2 separate regions of the Pan troglodytes genome follow, and region 1 is linked to region 2. Evidence: chromatin contacts called from public Hi-C data. All regions are on one chromosome and are shown on one strand. Each heading gives the region's core, a stretch centred on a gene start, on an enhancer-like site or on the middle of the called end of the contact. The rest is flanking DNA. Distances are from core to core; before and after follow the strand shown. Region 1 has its middle 150 kb from the start of DAPK1. Region 2 overlaps DAPK1 (death associated protein kinase 1).

Evidence for each region. Hi-C and Micro-C count contacts between places; a contact is called where the count stands out from the background.
Region 1: a Hi-C map of induced pluripotent stem cells shows a contact between it and region 2, with 4 times the contacts expected there. The contact joins two enhancer-like sites. A contact is called at or near these places in 3 of 7 Hi-C or Micro-C datasets (induced pluripotent stem cells and stem cell-derived neural progenitor cells), 1 of 1 datasets of contacts at active chromatin or transcription factors (stem cell-derived excitatory neurons) and 1 of 1 other capture datasets (stem cell-derived neural stem cells).

Annotation. Positions count from the first base shown.
Region 1 is chr11:51,073,304-51,076,610 of NHGRI_mPanTro3-v2.0_pri, forward strand. No RefSeq gene overlaps it. Among named protein-coding and RNA genes, the nearest start is that of DAPK1, 150 kb to the left of the region's middle. Within about 2 kb of position 1,913, at least 5 of the 24 cell types and tissues checked have an H3K27ac peak or open chromatin away from gene starts, as enhancers often do. A contact at or near this core is called in induced pluripotent stem cells, where this site is marked.
Region 2 is chr11:50,743,389-50,746,843 of NHGRI_mPanTro3-v2.0_pri, forward strand. All of the region lies in intron 19 of DAPK1 (death associated protein kinase 1), which reads right to left. Among named protein-coding and RNA genes, the nearest start is that of CTSL, 46 kb to the left of the region's middle. Within about 2 kb of position 2,188, at least 1 of the 24 cell types and tissues checked has an H3K27ac peak or open chromatin away from gene starts, as enhancers often do. A contact at or near this core is called in induced pluripotent stem cells, where this site is marked.

The DNA.
Region 1 (3,307 bases), core at 663-3,162, 330 kb after region 2:
GGTAGTGGGTGGAGGTGGGAGGGTCCTATATGGGCCATAAAGAAAGAGAACTGGGAGTCTGGGTGCAGTAATGGGGAAGATCTTACAGTGAGTAGATTTTGCTCTAAAATAAAGGAAACACTGGCTAAATTCTTTTCCTTGCAAGAGTTAGAATAGAACGTGGTATGCAGGAACTGCTTCTCTTTTCTTGTAAAATAGTGCCAGCAAACTATTCAGGTCATTTGCTCGACAGTTTTTCTCTTAAAAAATTTAAAATGTTGGGGCCGGGCATGGTAGCTCGTGCCTGTAATCCCAGCACTTTGGGAGACCCAGGTGGGTGGATCACAAGGTCAGCAGTTTGAGACCAGCCTGACCAACATGGTGAAACCTGGTCTCTACTAAAAATACAAAAAAATTAGCTGGGCGTGGTGGCGGGTGCCTGTAATCCCAGTGACTTTGGAGGCTGAGGCAGGAGACTTGCTTGAAACCGGAAGGCGGAGGTTGCAGTGAGTCGAGATTGCGCCACTGCACTCTAGCCTGGGCAAAACTCCGTCTCAAAAAAAAAAAAAAAACAAACTTAAAATGTTGTTATTGTTAGTCAAAAAATTTCTTTTTTCTCTTAAATTTTGTTTATTTCTAGGGCTGCCATAACAAAGTGCAATATTCTAAGATTTTATTTGTTAATTAACTTTCCAGTTCACAACTCACATTTCTTAACATTTCAAATGTAAAGTTAGCCTAGAACAGTTGTACATTCAGTACTATCAGAATTTACAAGCTTAATTCAACGACATCTAGTTTCAAATAGCTGCAGTACGTATTTTCTCTTTTCAATTATGCATTTGCTCTCTATTCTGATTATTTCAAGTTATGCAAATCAAGCTAGAGAAGAGATTTAATTTAATCAACTGTGGGTTTGCCTACACGGATTTGAATATTAGCTGTCGTCTATATGTAAATGACAAGAGTGAAGAAAACCTGTTGCTAAGCACTGTGACCAATTCCTGATGTGGTCCTTGAAGGTTAACCTTGTCAGACTGTTAGGGAAACAAGAGCATAGGAGAGTCAGAGTCACGTCATTTGAAGTTCAGCTCCATCTTGACACTAATAAGGCACATTCCTTGCTGGTCACAACCCACAGCCCTAAGATGTTTACAGTTCAGAAAACAGCTTGATGATACCTGCAAGGACACACTCCTATGACAATGGAATGTCCAGATGTCCCAATATCCATAACAATGCATGCTTCTAAGGTAATTACACGTATGATTTGATGTATTTACACACTATATGACAAGGAGAGTTTTCTTTGAGTCAGCAAAAAATAAGCAATTTTGCCACGCTGTCAGCCCACCTGCACAGAGACATAGCTTATCTTTTGCATAGAAAAGACCCCCATGTAAGAAAAACAAAACAAAGATGAAGCGTTCCTCCTCTTGCTTTCTGAGGATGCCTACTCTGTAACTGAGTATCTTGCAATCAACTCTCTCTTCTCACTGCACTCTGCGACCCGCCTTACATTGTTTCCTGCGTGACATCCAAGAACCCTCTCTTGGGGTCTGGATTCAGGACTCCCTTTTCTGGCAACAAGACCTCAAAGCCAGACTCAAAAAGTCAGATTGGTTGCGGGAGATTGCTCGGTGTGCTCTGCAGGAGGACACCTCCCCCCAGGTCCGGTGACTGGGGGGATTCTAAAAACCAGATGCTTTTTTAGACATCTGCCTGTCGTTTATGGTTTATGAGATAGAAAGATTGAACAGGAATATGAGAGAGGAGTGAGAGATCGTTTCTGCCTACAAAGAATTCTCCATTCACTCAAATGAAGCTGCGTTCTTTGCATTCCAGACCGAGAAAGGAGGCTAAGGTATCCATCCCCCGAGGAAAAATAGGAGACTAGATACTTGGCGCTGTTAGCAATCTGGGAGGAGCGAGAAACCTTCAAATCACACAAAGGGTCAAGAACAGGGAAATCATCAGCCGAGTGAGTTCTCAGCAGAGGACCACATGAGAAAGGTGGCCACCCCTCTAGCCAATCATAAACAGAAGACTCACTCCTTAAAGTGCGAACATGGCTCTTTGGTGGGGAGAAGAGATAAGAGGTGGATTTTTACGGGGTTTATAAACACACCATCAGCTCATCTTGAAGATGCAAGAGAAGTTTTCAGGCACAGATGTTGTTTTGCTTTAGGAAGCTAGCGATGTGTTCTTCACAGGAAAGCTGACCAAATCCCAGAATTAATTATTCATTGTCTCCTTCCCCCCTCCCCCCCACACTAAACTGGGTCAGGGAGAGAGTTTCATATTTGTGTTGCTGTTACAGCGCCAGCTCAGAAGTAAAATGATTGGCTGAGACTTGGAGCTTAACAATTAACGTTAAATACAGGCAGCTGGCTGTGTTTTGCTTAAAAGCCACAATCAAGGAATCTGGCAATCTGGAATTTTGTGATGGCTGATGCCTGTTTGTTTTTTTTTTCCCCCCATTTGCACAATTGCGAGTCTTCTGGGAACTTTTCTTTTACTGACACTATGGTTTTGCATGTTTAAAAAATTGGCAGACATCCTCGGAGGTAACGCAAGGTGCCTCGGTGCCATACACAGCCAAGGTGTGCAGTTCCGCGGCCACATGATTCATAGTTCTGCTCTGTTTGGTAAAAACAAACACTGAAGACGCGTTATCAGTTTGTTAGTACAATGTTTAATTGTGCTCTTTTTTTCTTTCTGTTCTCACTCCATTAATTGCTCATAAATGGGAAAACAAAAAGGATTGAGTCCTTTTAGCGGTCGGGCTGCTCTGGAGGTGAACTGTATTCTATTGCTTCTAGGGCCACCTTGTGGACAACAAGTGTATTTAGAAATTAGACGTAAAGGATGGATTCATTGGGAAAGCGTAGTAGACTGGTAATATGACTTTGGAATTCTTGGTTATAAAATCTAAGTATAATGATAATGACTTAGTTTTTATTAGAGGAACATTCCAGAAAATGTCCTAATTTAGGAAAGGCTAGTAATTGTGGCGAGTATGGAAATCTACCCATCACCATAAAATATATAATGATAATCCAGATTTTATATTTTATAGTTTATTATCAATCATCTAAATTTCCTTACAATTCTTTCATGTGCTGGGGGTGGAGAAAAACCCAGGAGAGAGAGAGAGAGCCTGTTTTTCAACTATCTCAGTATTTCAGATTTCTTGCTGTTTTCCTCACCCCGCTAGATGGCATCTGGCTGCGTGAAAGAAGTGACATAACCTTGGGGTGGTGGGAGGAGATACTGTGTCCCTGAGCGCCAGTCCTTCATCTGCTAGTTGCAGATGGGCTGGGCCTTC
Region 2 (3,455 bases), core at 938-3,437:
AGTGCTGGGATTACAGGTGTGAGCCACCGTGCCTGGCAGTATGTTTATTTCTATCTCCAATGAAAACTTTGAAAATTCAGGTAAAATTCACATAACATCAAAGTCACCATTTTCAAGTGTGAAATTCAGAGGCTTTTAGTGTATTTTCAGTGCTGCACGACCATCACTGCTGTCTCCTTCCAGAACATTTGTGTCACCCCCAAAAGGAAGCTCTGTACCCGTGAGCAGTCACTTGCCATTCATTCCCCTCTTTGCTCAGCCCCTGGCAACCATAGAGATGTTTTCTGCCTCTAAGAATTTGCCTATTTCCATTGCATTTTGATGCATGACAAGTTGGATGGAGCAACTGTGAAGCCTTCCATTTGTGTGTGTGTGTGTGTGTGTGCGTGTGTGTGTGTGTAACCCCCACACTTTATTTAGAAATTTATCAGAAAAACATAATTGGATGGCCCAAATGTCCACTTCATAACTGTAGGTCTGGAATAGGAACCTTATCTTACTGTTAAATAGCTACTAGCACTTTTGATTTAACTTCATGGCAATGTCACCTGCATGTGAATATTAAAAATATCTACCATCACTTTTGGTTTCAACCACATGACAACCTAAGAAGCCTAGGAACAGACCTACAACAAATCGGGTGCGTTGGCTCACACCTGTAATCCCAGCACTTTGGGAGGCTGAGGCACGTGGATCACGAGGGTCAGGAGACGGCTAACATGGTGAAACCCCATCTCTACTGAAAATAGAAAAAATTAGCCGGGCATGGTGGTGGGAGCCTGTAGTCCCAGCTACTCGGGAGCCTGAGGCAGGAGAATGGTGTGAACCTGGGAGGTGGAGCTTGCAGTGAGCGGAGATCACGCCACTATACTCCAGCCTGGGTGACAAAGTGAGACTCCATCTCAAAAAATAAATAAATAAATAAATAAATTTTAAAATATTAATATATTACTAAACACATAAAATAAAAAGGATAATCAAAAATTTACCCTAATCGATTAAGAGGCTGAAAGAAAATGGAAAGCCAGGAGATCAAGAAAGTTAGAAGCCTTCGATTTAATCATGAAATAGGATCAGCCCTGTCTGACCAGCAAGAGCATCTGTCCCTCTCTGTGTGGAGGTGTCTGGATCCTTTAGGGCAGTAATGGGACAAGAGGATGAGAGAAGGGGCACTCCAAGGTACAAGCTCCATGCTGCAGAGGGGGCTGGGAACACAATATCCTCATTACTTTCTTCTTTTTCCATCCGATATGGAGAAGCAGGAGCCTCCACAGAATGAAATAGTTCACTACTCACTCACTCCTTCATTCATCAACCAGCATTTAGGGAGGCCCTCCAACCCCATGCTAAGCGCAGTGCTGACAACAGGAAAATCTAGATTCAGCCCAGATCCATGGTCTTGGGGAGATACAGACATGTGAACAATTTCACATCTAATACCAAGTAAGAGCTTTTAACAGGATAGTGTAGGCAAGGTGTTCAGTGCACCCAAGGGAACCTGCTCAAGGTTTACATGATGTGGCACTGACCATGCCACCCTGGTGTCACACCCCCTCACAGGCCACCATCCCTTCCCACCATTCCTGCCCTGCTCCCTAACAAGGATCTGTTTGGAGCCGTGAGGTGCAGCCTGAAGCCTCTTCCTCACCCTTACCCAGGAGGACCCCCTCTGCTTTAACCTGTTTTGTGGGTTCTCACAAACCCACAAAACCTGTCTTGCCTGCCATCTCCTCCTGGATGCTTCTTCCCACCATGTGTGGCTCTCCATGGTGACCCCCGACCTGTAATTATGGGGTGCTCTGCCCTTCTAGACCAGGAGACCATCTGCGGGGACAGACAGAATTCCCAGCCCTGGCAGGTGTAGAATCTCCATAAACCAGTGTCATATAAATGACAGAACTCAGAGGGACCCACGCAAGGGCATCTCCATGTGATCTACACCTGGCGGGACCATTCCTTCAGTTCTAAATCCTGGGAGGCGCTCACTTACTTCTGATCTCCTGATCTCTTCCAGCAGCAAAAGCCAGTGTTACTTTTGCTGTTATAACTGCATTGCTACAATCTCATACATAACTCTCCTGAAGGCTTTGATTTTCCTATTTCCATTTCCAATTCCCAAGCCAGGACCAGACTTCCTCAACAGGAACTATACTGACCCCTGGTGGGCACTGTGGAAATCTGAGGTGGCATTTTAGTTCCCACAATGTTGAGGGGATATTCCTGCAGCCAGACGCTGGGTGTCCAGACACCCTGTAACAAAATGCCCCTCACAGCGAAGAATTCTCCTGGGTCCCCTGACTTCTGAGCATCTGATGAGCATTTATATATGAGAAAATGCTCCTATATAATCATCTGAGCTGAGAACTTAACTACATTTTACACATCATCCACAGGGTTTTGGGGGCAGTATTTAATATATACTGAGTTATCCACGAATGCTGCTATTTTATAGATTGGCAAATAACTACACTTTGCTTTTTTCCTTTTATCTTTGCTGAGTGCTGTCTCCGATTTCTGGACATCAGCTCAGCATGCTGCTGTGGTGCTGAAGCTGCCATCCCAGCCCTCCAGTGTTCGTGGGCGTCTGTGGGGGTTGCACTCAGTGATCCTGTGCGTGAGCGCAGGGACCTGCCGGGTTTCCCAGCCTCCTCCTGCCTGTGTCCTAGCACATGCATGCTGACATCCAGCATATTTCACTATGCGCATGCTCCCACAAGGTCTGTGTTATATTACAGTTAGGGCATGCTACTGATCTTTTGAAACTATCTGTGTAGTAGGTGCGTCCCTGTCTATAAATTCTACAAGGGAGCATGACACAAGGCGTGTTGTAAAATGCTGGGGCAGCTGGGGTGGAGGCCACGGCACCAAACCATGATCTGTAGAACACGAGGTGGTCTGTACTCTGGTGTTTTCTTCTGACCTCAAATCCCAACAGGTTCAGAGACAGAGCACAAAAGGGAAAGGAAAGGGAAGGGCTGGGAGTCTTGATAGCAATGTCCCTGACTGATTACCTGAATCAGCAAAAAAGCTGGACAGATTCTATTATAAGGAGTTACACATTGGGGGTGGCAGCTGTCAGGCTGGAAGGAATGGGGCTCTGAATTCTCCCCAGCGCCACGTGCACCAGGTGCGCCCATGCTGCCGGGCTGCCACTGACCCTGGAGCAATTCCACCTCCCAGCCTACTCCAGCCTTCCGCAGCAGCCCTGGGTCTTCCTTGTGAGTCCAAGGCTATACCCACACCACGCCATGCATGAGCACCTGAGCTGCGTCCACTGTGCTGAGCAGTGGTCACCTTCCATGGTGAGCATCCCACGGGGTAGATGCAAACTTCCCCATCTATTCCCTGAACGCAGCTCCCGCCACACAGAGATTCTTGGTACCGGCCCGAGTCTGCTTCATCTGAGACCAGGGGAAGGCAGAAAACTGCTCCTGGTTAAATCCAGTCACTGGATC